Linked DNA regions of Callithrix jacchus: region 1 is linked to region 2. A link is a contact called in public Hi-C data. All regions are on one chromosome and are shown on one strand. The core of a region is the stretch at or near the end of the contact, and the rest is flanking DNA. Distances in the headings are between cores, read along the strand shown. Region 1 has its middle 49 kb from the start of ACOT11. Region 2 overlaps SSBP3 (single stranded DNA binding protein 3).

Region 1 (7,370 bases), core at 2,463-4,962, 210 kb before region 2:
GACACTTCATCTCAAAAAAAAGGAAAAAAAATCAGCTGGGCATAGGAGCACACACCTTTGTCCCAACAACTCTTGCTGAGGCAAGAGAACTGAATCCAGGATGACATTACAGTGAGCTGAAATCATCGTGCCACTGCACTCCAGCCTGTGCAACAGAGCAAGACTCCGTCCCCATCCCCTGAAAAAAAGGCATTTCTGCATCCCCAGGTCCTGGTTGCAAGAGGGAGAGTGTTCCCAACACGGAGTCCAGCCCAGAGCTCAGGGCCCTCTGTGGTCCCGGTGACCTGCACGTGGAAGTCCCGGTGCTTTAGGCCAACACACACAGACCACCTGAACCTGCCTCCCTCCAGCTTCAACTCTCTCTACACCTCAGCTACAGTCTTATCACTGCCCTAGGAGTTCTGCTCTGTCAGGACTGTGCCTGCCCACCACACTCCCTCTACCTGGAGTCTTCCCCATTTACCTCTACTCCTCTCTCTGCACTCAGCACAAGCCCCCTTTCCTGCAGGAAGTCTTCCCTGATTTTCCCCCAGGATGGGTAAGGATCCTCTTAAGACTCCATTCTGCCAATAATCATTCTGTGACCAGGTCGGGGGTGGGGGGTGCAGGGTCTCCCCCATGAGTCTATGAGCTTTCTGCAGGGAAGGGCTGGAGTTATCCACATCAGTGTCCCTGAGACTGGGCAGGACCTGACCGATGACCCATGGAACCCCAGGGAGCGTGGCAGGCTCCAGAAGTCACATGCAATGTCACCAGGACAGAAAGTCTGTGTCAAAGAAAGACTCAAATTCGGCTGCAGAGGCGGGCAGGCCCAGGTCCCAGAGGGCTGGCCAGGAGGGCAGTGGGAGGCAGGGCCAGGCTGGGCTTCACAGGAGAGGTTCCCAGACAGTGTTGGAGTAAGGCCTGCAGGGGCCAGTTGAGAGCTAGCCCCTGGGAGATCAGGGAACAGTGATCTGATCTCTGGGCATTTCTCCCCTTAAATATCTCCCATCAGAAAAAGGGACAACGGGAGATATTTAAGAGGAGAAAGGCCCAGACTTGGTGCCTGACTGTCCGTGGGCAGTGAGGGAGAGGGAAGACTCCAGATGACTCCCAGAACAGTTTCCCTGGTCTCTAGGGACAGGAAGGAGGCTAGCAGCAAGCTCGGACACCAGTTACCTTAGACAGAAATAACCCCTGGGGACTCTGTCCCTGCCAGCACAGAGCTGCAGCCTCTGACAGCGCCTCAGCAGCAACCCGGCAGCCCCCCACCCCATCTTCCCCAGGGGTTGACTTGACACTCTACTGGCTCTGTGCCCACTGCTCCCTCCGGCAGTCAGCACAGGCCAGGAGGGGAGGGGAGGGGAGAGAGGGGCGGCTGCAGGAGCCCTGCAGGGAGGGAGGAAGGGAGGCGGGAGGAAGCCAGCCTGCAGACCACAACCTAGAAAGGAAGGAGAGAAGGAGAGGGCGTGGCAGACCAAAGAGGCGGAGCGTACAGTGTCCCCAACCACTGGAAGATTCCAGACTCTTAGATCCGCTTGCTACCAACCACTCTAAAGATGGTGAAACTGAGGACCATTGATGGCAGCTGTTTAGAGGCCAAGAGCCTAGGTTTCAGCAAACTCAACCCCGCTGTTAAATTACCACCACCCGCCACCAGCCTGGAGCAGCCACCTCCACCCGGGTATGGCAGGGATGACCATAGAATACCATGGGGCCCCAGAGCAGAAGGCCGGCCTGCTAATTGACCCTAAGGTTCAGGTCCCCCAAGTCCCCACGGTCTAGAGGGCTGAACTAAAAGATAGGCTCACTGAGCAAGTTGAGACCTCTCTAATTTCTCATTTGTAAAATGAGAGTGGTGATGCCTGACAGCAAGCCATGGGTGTCAGAGGAATCAAAGAGGACTTTGTGAGCCCGAAAAAGCCACAGGGCCGCAGATGACAACTGGGAGGACAGGTTCAAACCCCATATCCCTGAGCAAATCATTCCCTTCTCTGAGCCTCAGTTTCTCCAACTGCACCATGAGGGGACTCAGTCATGATCTTAAAAGTTTCCATCCATCACCAAGAGCCTATGGAAAACTGTCTTCCAAAGTTTTAAATTCTAGAGCAAAAATACAAACCCTACTACCATATCTCCCCAGCTCCCAGAACTGGCACTTGAAGGCCTCTGGCCTGTCACTGGTCGGCCAGGGGATCATAGTAGCCCTGCCCGGGTACTCCCCGGATCCGCTGGCCGGTGAAACGTGCGGGCCAAAGTGCCTGGTCCCAGGGCTAGACCCAAACAAACCTCCAGACCCCTCGCCAGCCCCAGCTGCAAACCTCCGGCGGCGGCCCCTAGGGGGCAGTGTTGCCCCGAGCTTGGGCCCTAGCAGTCACTGCCCCCGTCCGGCCCAGCGCCGGGAGAATATTTGAGTTCTGGGAATGTTGGACACCCCCGCCCCCGCACACACGCCGCCCCCCGCGGCCGGCCCCAGCCCGGGGGCTCCCGCGCTGCGCGTCGCCGGCTCGGTGCGGACTCGCTGCTGGCTCCCCACCTCTCCCAGCCGAATGCACTTCTGGGGACAGGGTTTTGTTTGGGGTTGTTTTATTTTTTGGCCGGGGGTGGGAGCAGGCATTCGGCTCGGGCTGCCGGCGCGGACTAGGATGTCTGAGCTCGGAGACCCGTGAGAGAAATTCGAGGGGCGAGGGGGCTTGTTTTTCCAGTAACCTGTCAGCTGCTTTCCCCGTCTCCCCTTCATCCCTCTGCTGCCACCCCTCCCCGATGTTTGATGGGCATCCACACCGCACCACCTACCAAAGATCAATCTCTGGGGATCCCCCAACCCCGCCAGGAAGCGCCCCGGGGTAGGGGGTGCTGCAGTGGATGATGTTTTCACCCCACCATCAGCCTCGCTACCCCAGCTCAAATCCAGGCCAGGGGCCAGGAGACAGTAACGATCTGAAGGGTAGCGTTTGGGGGGGTGACTCCTGCTGCGAATTTCCCCCATCCCCGACCGTGAGCCGTAAAGTCAGGGTTTGGAGCCTAGACGGTAAAGGGGAAACGGAGGAAAACCCCATTCAAGTTTGGTCCAACGGTTTCATGGGGAGTGGGGCAAGTAGGAAGAATTTTAAAGACCCGAACCCACAAAGCAGACTTTAAAAAATTATAATTGAAAACATCTCGAAGTCAGGGCCGCCAGAAGCGAGACCGCTCCCCGCCCCCCGCCCCAGCCCCCTCTCCCGCTCCCCGGAGTCCGATGAAGTCATGATAAGTAGGCTGCAAAAAAAAAAAAGTGGGGGGTGGGCTGGAGGGGTGGGGGCACAGGGGTCCCAGGCTGGGGCCCCGCGCGGACAGTTTGGATACTATGGTTACGCGATCCGACCCAAACAGCGAAGGTGGACAACAATAGCGGCCGCCAGAGGAGGAAATTCCTTCCGGGGTGGACGGCGCGGGGGGAGGGGCGCCTGGCTGGAACGCCGAGGCTGCGGCTCGGCCAATCAGCGCGCGGCCGCCGGCGGTTTCAAGGTGCCCCGCGCTGCGCGCCCCCACCCCCCCGCGCGCTCCGCTCGGGCGCTGGAATTGCTGAGACGTTTCCCTGCACGCGCCCGGGTAACCCTGCGGAGGCTGCTGCCCCGGCCGACGCCGCCCTCCCTGCGCCGCCCCCCGCGCCGAGCCCACCGCCCGGGGAAGGCCGAGAGTGGCGCTGCAGGAGTTGCTTGCCCTCGAGGGAGGTGGGGGGAAAAATCCCTACAAACCACCCCTCTCTGTGTGTTTGGTTCCTGCACAAGCCTGTTTTCTATTTTAAAGCATGTCTCAAGAAAAAAAAATGAGAGGAAGAGGGAGAGAGACGAGGACAGAGAAGGTCCACTGACAGCTCTAGAAGCCTGGCAGGACCTGACCCTGCCTCCCGGTCTCCGAGGCTGTTATATAATAAGTTGGGTTATTGATACTGGCGATCTTGCCCGGGCATCCGGGATGCAGAGGTCCAAGGACAAAGCTGCCATCTAGAACCCCCTGGCCACCACCAAGTTCATGTGACCTGGTTTGCAATGGGCTAATCGAAACCAGGGGCTCCCCTTCGCTGGCATCTGGGTTATGTATGTGGTGCCCAGTGGGGCGACTGTAGCCGCTTCTCCCTCACCTGCCAGGGATTCTGTGCCCCAAGTCCCCCTCCTTTGGAAGCCCCGGACTAGCTCTCAAGCCGCTTTCCAGGCGCCCAAACCCTCCACCGCGCCTCCTCTCTCTCCTGCTCTCCTGCCAACTAACCAACGCCGGCATGCTGGGCACTGCGAGCGCCACATCGATCCGGTTCCTTTTTTAAGCCCCTGAACCAGGTTTCTGTTTTTCTGATGCCTTCTGGGCACAGGGCACCACTTGGATGAGGAATACATGTCGTTTATTCACTGCATATTAAGAGACACTTCTCTGGAAGGATCTAATGTTCAAAAAGTATTTTGCCTCTTCACTCTTTCTCCCTCTCTTCATATATAATGGGGATAGCCCTAATTCTCCCGTTCCTCGTGTGTCTCTTTATAAATAAATAATGCGATTTTATTAATTATGCACGTACAGTGTCTCCAAGCAGATTGCTGTGTCTCTTGATGCTTAATATTAAAAAAAAAAAAAAAAAAGGAAAAAACCCTCTACACGTAAAGCTGTTTTTCCCCTACTGCAAGCAAACAAAAACTTCAAGGGGACCTATGTCCTCAAAAGGGGGAAAGGAAGATTGAAACTGGGGAGAGCATGGGCGGGGGAATCTAAAGGCGTTCCTGTGCAGGTTTTCAAGGCAGCTGAAGGTGGATTTCAAGTCGCCTGCTTCATGCTTGTGATTGAGCTGCGGGTCTGAAAACATACCAAGGTTCACTTGGGTATTTGTGCGCTAGGAGGGATGGGCAGCTGCTAATGGTAAACAGGAAACCAGTGAGAAGAAAGCTGGCGGCAGCCCAGTCCCTCTCTCAACTCCATGCCCCTCCTCAGAGCCCCTGAACCCCGGAGCTCTCGAAACACACTTGGTTTCTGTGCATTTGTGCATCGACAATCTCCTGAATGCCCAGCATAATTCCTGGCATATAGTAAGGGCTCAACAAATATTTGCACATTGAATGAATGGAGCGCGGAAAACATAAACGGGTTGGGACTGGGCTAGGTCTTGGGACCCTGGGTCTAGAAGGGGCAGAAGTTGGGGCTTTATCCATCAGACAGTTGCAGAACAGGCTGGGGGGCGGGGTTCCTGAAGCTTTCTGACCAAGGAAGGGACAGAACAGAGCTGAGCGTTAAAAAGCTAAGAGGGGCCATGCAGGGTAGCTCACGCCTGTAATCCCACCACTTTGGGAGGCTGAGGCGGGCGGATCACCTGAGGTTGGGAATTTGAGACCAGCCTGTCAAACATGGAGAAACCCCATCTCTACTAAAAATATAAAATTATCCTGCGAGGCCGGGCGCGGTGGCTCATGCCTATAATCCCAGCACTTTGGGAGGCCGAGGCAGGTGGATCGCGAGGTGAAGAGATCGAGGACATCCTGGTCAACAAGGTGAAACCCTGTCTCTACTAAAAATACAAAAATTAGCTGGCATGGTGGTGCATGCCTGTAGTCCCAGCTACTCAGGAGGCTGAGGCAGGAGAATTGCTTGAACCCAGAAGGCGGAGGTTACTGTGAGCCGAGATTGTGCCATTGCACTCCAGTGTGGGTAACAACAGTGAAACTCCATTTCAAAAAAAAAAAATTATCCAGCGTGGTGGCGCATGCCTGTTAACCCAGTTATTCGGGAGGCTTAGGCAGGAGAAACACTTGAACCCTCAGGCAGAGGTTGCAGTGAGTCAAGATTGCACCATTGCCCTCCTGCCTGGGTGGGCAACAAGAGCGGAACTCAGTCTAAATAAATAAATAAATAAAAAGCTAAGAGGGCACAGAGAGGTGCAGTAATACAAGCAACATTAAGCAGAGTCAGTGTGGCCAGAGAGGAATGGACACAGTCAGAGATGGGGAGGTGGGGTGGGGTGGGGCTCTTCAGTCTCTTTAGTACATGCATATGAGGGAGTGGGAGGGGGTCAGAGGTGAGCTCTGATTTGAAACACTGTGGTTGCTGGGCTGGGTGGGTCACCCCTGTAATCCCAGCAGTTAGGGAGGCCAAGGTGGGTGGATCACCTGAGGTCAGGACTTTGAAACCAGCCTGGCCAACATGGTGAAACCCTGTCTCTACTAAAAGTACAAAAATTAGCTGAGTGTGGTGGTGGGCGCCTGTAATCCCAGCTACTTGGGAGGCTGAGGCAGGAGAATCGCTTGAACCCGGGAGGCAGAGGTTGCAGTGAGCCGAGATCACACCACTGCACTCCAGTCTGGGCACGGAGACTCTTGTCTTGAAAAAAAAAAAAAAAGAACACCACGGTTCCAGTTCTGAATAGCAAGGCTGTGTGGGAACAGGGTTTGAGGGGTGACGTGCTGTGATGCAGAGTCTCCTATAGAAGAGGCGCCTGAGGCTGAAATGTTAAAAGCAGGAAAAAAAAAAAACAGAGATCCCAGAGGAGGCACATAAAACTGCCCATAGAGCAATTTGTCCAGTGAAGACCCAAATGCCGCAGAGGCTCTGGACCAGCCACGGGTCCCAGGGCAAGGCAGTGCCCAAGCTGGCACATGTTTTTTGTACTGCTCCCACCGCACAGAGCAGAAGCAGTTTTCTCACACTGCCTGGGGCAGACCAAGCTTCCTGACAAAAGGGTTAATTAAGCTGGGCATGTTGCGCAAGTTGAAAAATAATCTTTTTTTTAAAGGGAGAAGTTCTGGATGCCATTTCTCCTGCCTGTGAGAGGTCTATATATCACTGAGGAGTTAAAACATAAAATAAAATTGTGCTGGCTGTGGTTACCACAAAGCTATCAAGCTGGGTCTTGTTGCCCCAGCCCTGGCATCTGCTGTGTAATTTGGGGAGCACTTAGTCTCCCATCCGTGGGTGGGGGCAGCCTCCTGACTTCTCCCTTTGTATCCTCCTAATTAAAAAGAATTAGGATCTCTTTCCATGTGTGTTAAAGACCATCTCTTGTGCTAAGGAAAGGCAAGGAGAGGCAGACACTAGAGGTCCCTGGGGTTTGGGGAGACAATACCAGGACCCAGCATGAACTCACCTCTCAGAGAAGCCATGCCCTGTCCTGTGACCTTGAGCAAGGACTTCAATCTGCCCACAAATTAAACTGGGGTGGAGGGAGGCTCTTTGAAGATCAAGGATCTGTCGTGTTCTGTGGATCTTAGAGTATGTGTCCAGCAGGACCGGTGGGGCTGTTGTGACTTGTGGCTGGTTGCGATGGAGCCTCTGCCACCATGCAGCCATCATGCCTGTAATCCTGCTCCAGTTCCAACTGTGAGCTAAGATCCAAAAAAGCAAACCACCTCTAGACCACAGAGGTCACCAAATTA
Region 2 (7,071 bases), core at 995-3,494:
GATGTTGAGGTCCCTAGAGAACCCTTCCCATTGGTTATGGGAAGAGGACAAGAAAGAGCAAACAATTTGTGTAGCCCAAGAGCCAGAGACATGACCCAGAAAACAAGAGAGGAGAGAGACATGCGTGACTAGAAAGCTTTTCTCATCTCCTGCAGAAGTAGCTGGGGTTTCTCTGGGAGAAGGGCAGCCTACCGAGAGCTCTGATGACTGAGTTGAAGTATCTTAAGTTCTGCGATGGAGAGCCTGCCGTGTACTCAGACCTGCCTCTGTGAGCTCTCAACCCCAGATCCCAAGTCCTTGAGAGAAAAGAAGAGGGAGGACAATTTGGATCATTGTATGGAAGACATTTCTGTCATCTGCCAAATTAATGATGAAGTGGTGAGCTGCTCAACAGCAGTGGGTAACTAAGCAGAGGCAGGATGCCCAGTGGAGTGCCTTGGGTGCTGTGAGCTGTGGGGTGGCCAATGTGTTCCCAGGGAGGGTCGAAGCCCAGTAAATGAGGACATACCCCTGGGAGCAACTGGTGCAGTTTCCAAAAGCTGTGCCAAATGCTGTCTGTTTCCTGCCCTGCTCTCCAGCGGGAAGCAGAAGCCAGCAGAGGGAGCGGACATTCCCCCTGCCAGAAAGCTGCTACGGCAGGAAAGGCCTCTCTGTGCTGACCAGGACAAGTTTGGGACAAGGGGAGACTTGGGAAGAATTAAGCCACCTTGTTTGCTTTTGGTTTCCAAAGCCTTTTACTGGTGGAAGCTTGGTGGCGGGGGCTGGGGTCCAACCTACCTGACATAATGGTGAGGTGAAGGCAGGGCAGGGGAAGGAGCTGAGCCCTGATCATGTGAGACCTGGCCAGGCTTGCTTGGTTGTCCCTCAGCCCCTCGGTCAGACATGGTGTCTAAGGGCAGGGGACCGGTCAGTCACCCAAGAGGCAGCCACGGACCCCACCCTCAAGGGGCTCTTAGTCTGGTGGAGGGGGCAGGGAGTGACTGTGTGCCACACTGGAGAGGTTGACAGGAAGAATGCCATGGGGGCAGGTGCAGGGAGCAGCTAGCCTGGCTTCTCTGGGGAAGCCTCCCCGAGGGACTGACATTTGGGTTGAGGAGGAGAAGGCAGTTGGCAGTGAATTGGGGTGGGGAAGTGTGCCAGGTGAAAGGGAGCCTGTGCAGGATGTGATGTGATGGGGCAAGTTTGGGGTGGCAGGGGCCTGGACAAGCGGGCTAGGGTGTGGGGATGGAGCCAAGAATAGACACGGGAAGGACTTAAAGTCGGGGAGCCATGGAAGGTTCCTAATAAGGGGAACAATGTGATCCCAGGAAGAGGCTCTACAGCCCTTGGCAGGCTGGCCAGTGTGGAGTCCAGCTGTGGTCCCCTCTGGAGGTGGTTGCAGCCCGAGCAGGAGTGGCTGCTGGGTGAGACTGAGGGCAGCTTCCCTGCCGGTGATTGGTGGCCTCTGGTGATGTTGGAGCCTAAAGGAGGCCTGACTTGTGGCCTGCACAGATGGGGGGCAGGAGGCAGGTATGGACACTTCATCTGGGGCTGCACAGCCTAGCCCTCCCACCCACCCCAGCCAGTGTTCTCAGGCCTGAGAGTGGAACTGTCTGATTCCCTCTTATGTTAGTAGTTGCTGGTAGAAGCTACTACCAGCAGGCTAGAAAATTCTCCAGGCTAGAAAAGCTGTCCCCTGCTGTAATGCTGTGATTTCATTTGGCCCTATGAGGTAGTCCTAAGAACCAACAGCATTGCCAGTGTATACACAAGAAACTGAGGCTCCAGTGGGGCGGGGGGATCCGCAGCTTCTTGATAACTGCTTATCTGTTGGGGAGTAAACCCCCTCCTCATTCTGGGCCTCGCCTGGCCCTGTCTGCTTCTCTGCAGGTAGGGGGAGTCTGATAGATGCAGCCTTTCATTGGGGAGGAGGACAGAGATGCTGTGTCAGGGTGGATGTGTTCGCTCCACCCCCTCCAGCTCCTCCACCCTGCCGTCGGCCTCCAGACTGACAGAAGGCAGGGTCACCCCTGCTGAGAAGGATTATAGAGGAGGCGGGGCGCCCCAACTGCTGGGCTCCCGGCCACAGTTGGAGGTGGGGAGCCACTGCTCTCCCCACCCCCAGGCCCCACCTGTTCCAAACTGACTTGGCTCTGGGAGCGGCAGCTCCTCCTCTGCTTGCTGTGCTGCAGCCCACCTGAAGCCCCATGCCCTGGGAGTGGGACACCCTGGTTGGAGTACGGCCCTGCACACCTGTGTGTCCTTGAGATCCAGCCTGCCCTCTTGGCCTTAGCTTGCCTCTCTGTCCAGTGGTGGGTGCTGGCCACTCTGAAGCATATGGGTCTGGGCTGGTCCAGCCCTCCACAATCTCCTGGCCAGTGAGAAGAGGCCTGGGGCAGAGGAGAGGAAAGAAAGCCTTTTTTTACTTGCTAGCACCTCCCTCGCAAAGGTCAGGCTGTGCTCCCCTCCCTGCCCGGCAGCCAGCCTGGTGCCTAACGTCTGCCCAGCCGCAGATGACCGGCACTGGGGCTCCTAGCAACAGTGCACTAAAGGTTACTCCTGACGTGCCAGGCTGCCTCAGCGGCGGCTGGCTCAGCCCTGTCGCCCTCCCCCTTAAATAGGAAAAAAAGTTGCAGCCCTGACTGGTGCGTGTGCCTGTGTGCACGCATGTGGACATGTTTGTGTCTGCACACTCGAGCCGCCTCTCCCTCCCTCTCTGAAAAATGTGAACTCCACATGTAGCGCTTTAACTCTCGCTGATGAAATGGAAAGTTGAACATAAATCAATGTCTGCCGCCCAGTTAGCTATGCATCAGCAGGCAGCGCCTGGGAGATTTGCTCGGTAACAAAGCACCCAGCGGCTGCTAGGGCCTCGACTGCCCCCTAACGCGGAGCCAGCCCCATGCCACAGAGCCCAGCTGGGCTGCACACCACCTTCTCCTGGTCTCCCAAGCCCAGGGTGGGACTTTCACTCCTCTCTTCTCCCTTTTGAGGGAGGGGGTGGGGAAGGAGTCTCTGGCCTCTTGGACTTAGGAGGCCTGGGCTCTGTTCTTGGTGCTGCTCTTGGCCAAGCCCTCACTGGGGCTATGCTCTCAGGCTGTAAAAGGACTCTGGAATCTCTGGCTTCTGTGGATCTGATACTGGAAGGATGGGCGTCAGTAGCTACCTTCACTTCACGCTTTTTAAGAGCGTAGGCTGCTTTATCCTTTCCCCTTTGGACCTGAGTTTTCACTTTGCATTTACTTAGGACGGAGTGATTGTTCCCTGTGGCTGGGGCCCTGTGGGGCTGGAGGGTGTTTTTGTTTTGTCTCTTCATAGCTGACTGAGGGTGGATTCCCTTCTGCTCCTGTCCCCACCTACCTTCTCAGCAAACCATACTGAGGTTTTTCTCCTTTAAAAAAAAAAAGGTCAAATTCCTTAGCCCTTGTAGCAGAAGAGGTTTGAGGAAGAGAATTCCAGCAGAATCCTGTAATAACACGCCCTCGGCATTATATGGATCAGGACAGACACCCTGAGTAAGCTCACGCCGCAGTGGGAGGAACCTGGTCTTCAGGGGAGTCTGGGCTGGGCTCTGGGCCCCAGCACTGCCCTGGGGGTCAGAGGCCATTCCAGCATCCAGCTGTGTCAGGCACTGTTCTGAATGCCAGGATCCCTAGTGTGGGGTCAGGTTCATGTCCTGTTACTGCCTAAATTCACTCCTAGACAACCTCTCTCTGAAACACTTCCTCTCCCAAAGGGCCTTGGAATCCTCCTGGGCCGGGCCCACCTGTGATCCTGTAAACTTTTCTCTCAGAAAGCCCCATCTCAGGCCGGGCACGGTGGCTCATGCCTGTAATTCCAGCTCTTGGGAGGCTGAGGCAGGTGGATCCCCTGATGTCAGGAGTTCAAGACCAGCCTGACCAACATGGTAAAACCCTATCTCTACTAAAAATACAAAAGTTAGCCAGGTGTGGTGGCGCACAACTGTAATCCCATCTACTTAGGAGTCAGCGGCAGGAGAATCACTTGAACCTGGGAGGCAGAGGTTTCAGTGAGCTGAAATTGTGCCACTGCACTCCAGCCTGGGCAACAGAGCAAGACCCTGTCTCAAAAAAAGAAAGAAAAGCTCCATCTCTTATTTCTTGCTCAAGACCAAAATGGTGGGAAAGAGACTGGGGACATGGTGGGTAGGTAGAGGGGCACACTCTTCATGAAGTACCAGGTCTGTATGCAGCACAGGGATGGGGATGGGAGGGCACCCAGCTCAGCATCAGGGAGGTCACAGAGTGGCTATGAACAGGGTCTTGACCCTGCACTTCCTGGCAGTGTGAGCCTGGCAGTGACCCAGCCTCTTCAGGCGGTTTTCCTGAGCTGTGCTGTAGGAACAGTTACGTAGCAAATCATCCCATGTCCTTTTTGGAGCTGTGGTAAGGATTGACTATACATATAAACCTATATTCAGGCCACATGTGGTGGCTCACACCTGCAAATCCCAGCACTGTGAGAGGCCAAGGCAGGAGGATCACTTGAGGCCTGTTCAAAACTAGCCTGAGCAATATAGTGAGACCCTGTCTCTATAAAAGAAAATTTTAAAAATGAGCCAGGCGTGGTTGCATAGGCTCATAGTCCCAGCGGCCATGGAGGCTGAAGTGGGAGGATGGTTTGAGCCCCGGAGGCTGATACGGCACTGAGCCCCAGTCACACCACTGCACTCCAGCCTGGGCAACAGAACAAGACCCTGTCTCAAAAGAAACCCACAGTGCTGTATTCACATGAGTAATGATTTATTACTGTGTGGAAAGATGAGTGACTGGGCTTCGGGATCCCCGTGGACCAGCAGCTGAGCTGGAGCTCCCCTCATGACGGTCAGCTCATCTGTCCCTTCTGTCTTGGACAGGAAGGTGCTGGGTCCCATCGCTCCCTCACCCTCTGTGAAGGTGGTCCATCCTTCCTGGAGGCCTCTGGTGTCACACAGCTTAGGTGGGTATATGGGTTCCCTTGGTTGCTTCATCTGGTAATTGGAAGCAATGATAGCCCTGACCTCTTAGGTCAGCTTCGAGAAGGTCGTGAGATGATGCTGATGAAGCCCCACCTGGTGTCTGCTGGGTTGGCTCTTGAGACCTTAGAGTTGTTGTAGGCATGTCTGGGACTGTTTTTTTTCTGGAGACCCAGGTCTTCCAGCTTACCCAAGAGCAAGAGCTGCCTTACGGTTTCAACTCTTTCTAGAAGGGAGTCGTAGGGGCTTGGCCCGGCCTTAGTGACTGATGTGTGGAAGAGGTTCTGGGTATTTTTGAGATCGCTAGCTTTGTAGTGTGTAACCCTTCAGTTTGGCCGATATATGTGGCACATCTAAGCACCAGGCCCTATTTGGCCCTTTCACATGTGACCTCCCTTCATCCTGTCCACCTGATTTACCTCCCTTACCCCCTGCCACCTTGACTCCCAGTGCTCTGCTCTACCACATAGGAGCTGCCAGGGGAGGTTGAGGCTGGGAGGCAGGTGTTGTGTGTCTGGGAGCCTCTGATTCTTTTCCTCTCAGGCTTACTGCCGTGAGTGTGATGGAGACCAGCTCTGACATGGGGAGCTAGGGACCTGTGCATCTGCATTCTGTCACTGATGACTTTCACCTGAGTATCATTTGAGCTTGTGTTCCCCACCTATAAACCAGGAGCAGCTCTCCCTAGTTCATCAGCTATGCCTGATACCAGCGTAAGGCGAGTGATCAGAATCAATGGCAGATGGTAAATCTGATAAGCGCTCCTTCCCAGATGTTGATCATTCCTTCCTTCAGCACACATTCATGAGCTTTCTGCCCAGCCCTGCTGGGCTCCCAGGGTTGGGAGGCAGGGCAGCCTCTGGCCCCCACGTGGTCACAGCCCAGGGCAGACCTAGGTTAGGCTAACCTGAAGTGAGCAGCTGGCTTCTTCTCCTCTGTCAGGTGCTCTTCCTATCAGTGGTGCCCCTTCATTAGAAGAGTGAAGTCGGAGCTTTCGTGGTCTAGCTTTGCTACCCTCGCCCCACTGTTGGACCAGCTGTTCCATAGGGCATGCACTGGAGCTGCTGGCTCTTGGACCTGGCCTCTGCCCCTCCATCAGTCTGCCTGGATTGTTCTGCGGGCTGCAGCCTTCTCCCCACCCCTTCTTGAAGCTTCTTCCCTCTCAGGTCACTTTTATTCAAGAAGACTTTCCAATTTTAGTATATGTGCTGCCTACGCGAGCACTATTCAAGAAGACTTTGATAAAGTCTCGCCTTCTCCTTGCCCCAAGATTAAAAAAAGGCATGCCCAACCTGCATATCTAGTTAAGTTCCTCTTCTCTAGATTAGTTGTAGTAGCCAATCCTGAGGCACTTACTCTGGAGTTGTAAATAAGGTCCAAGCGCTTAGAAACTTCTGTGTTGGGAAGTAAGTTTACCTTCCTGGATCACAGTCTCCCCACCTGTAAATGCAGCAGTATTAGAGAGAGTGGACATGGGAGTGCAATGGTGAGTAGAAGAGACCTGGCCCCTGTCCTCTGAGCCATCAAAGGCTCTGGGGACAAAAGAAATGGGGGGCCACTTCCAGATGACTCCTGTTGAGCTTGCTGAAGGGCACCCAGCATAAGGTGGGGTTTCTCTTGCTGAGGGGGTTGCTTCCAAACCCAAGACCAGCTTAGGACAGCTTATGTTGCAGGCAAGCGGAGTCGCTCCCTTGGGTAATAAGGAAGGCTGCGTGGGATAATAAGGAGGGCTGAGCCAAAGAAAGGAGGCTCCTGCAGGATTTCATGAGGTGGGGCAGATCCTGAGCCACAGCTTGGTGTATTAGCAGCTGCCCTTGGTAAGGGCTGAACTAAGTACTTGACTCCTGGTATTTCAGTTACACAGTTCTCTGTAAGGCAGGTAGGGCAGCTGCATTTTACAAGAGAGATAAGTCCATTTCAGAGGGAACTGCAGGCCGGGCTCCAAGCCCCATGAATCTGGGGCTCTTCCATTAGCACCACGAAGCTGCTTCTCACTTTTCACTGAGTTTGCCAGGTATTGTTGCACCTGCCCATGTGACCGTGGGGCTGGCCTCCCAAACCTGTGTCTTCGCAGAGTCCTGGTTCTTTTCCCTCCTCCATCCTGTTGCTTCATCTTA

Evidence for each region. Hi-C and Micro-C count contacts between places; a contact is called where the count stands out from the background.
Region 1: a Hi-C map of skeletal muscle shows a contact between it and region 2, with 8 times the contacts expected there. The contact joins two enhancer-like sites. A contact is called at or near these places in 2 of 3 Hi-C or Micro-C datasets (both in skeletal muscle).

The regions. Positions count from the first base shown.
Region 1 is chr7:91,672,288-91,679,657 of calJac240_pri, reverse strand. No RefSeq gene overlaps it. Among named protein-coding and RNA genes, the nearest start is that of ACOT11, 49 kb to the left of the region's middle. Within about 2 kb of position 3,712, at least 14 of the 16 cell types and tissues checked have an H3K27ac peak or open chromatin away from gene starts, as enhancers often do. A contact at or near this core is called in skeletal muscle, where this site is marked.
Region 2 is chr7:91,464,769-91,471,839 of calJac240_pri, reverse strand. The region is part of intron 5 of SSBP3 (single stranded DNA binding protein 3); the gene reads left to right. Among named protein-coding and RNA genes, the nearest start is that of MRPL37, 67 kb to the right of the region's middle. Within about 2 kb of position 2,244, at least 10 of the 16 cell types and tissues checked have an H3K27ac peak or open chromatin away from gene starts, as enhancers often do. A contact at or near this core is called in skeletal muscle, where this site is marked.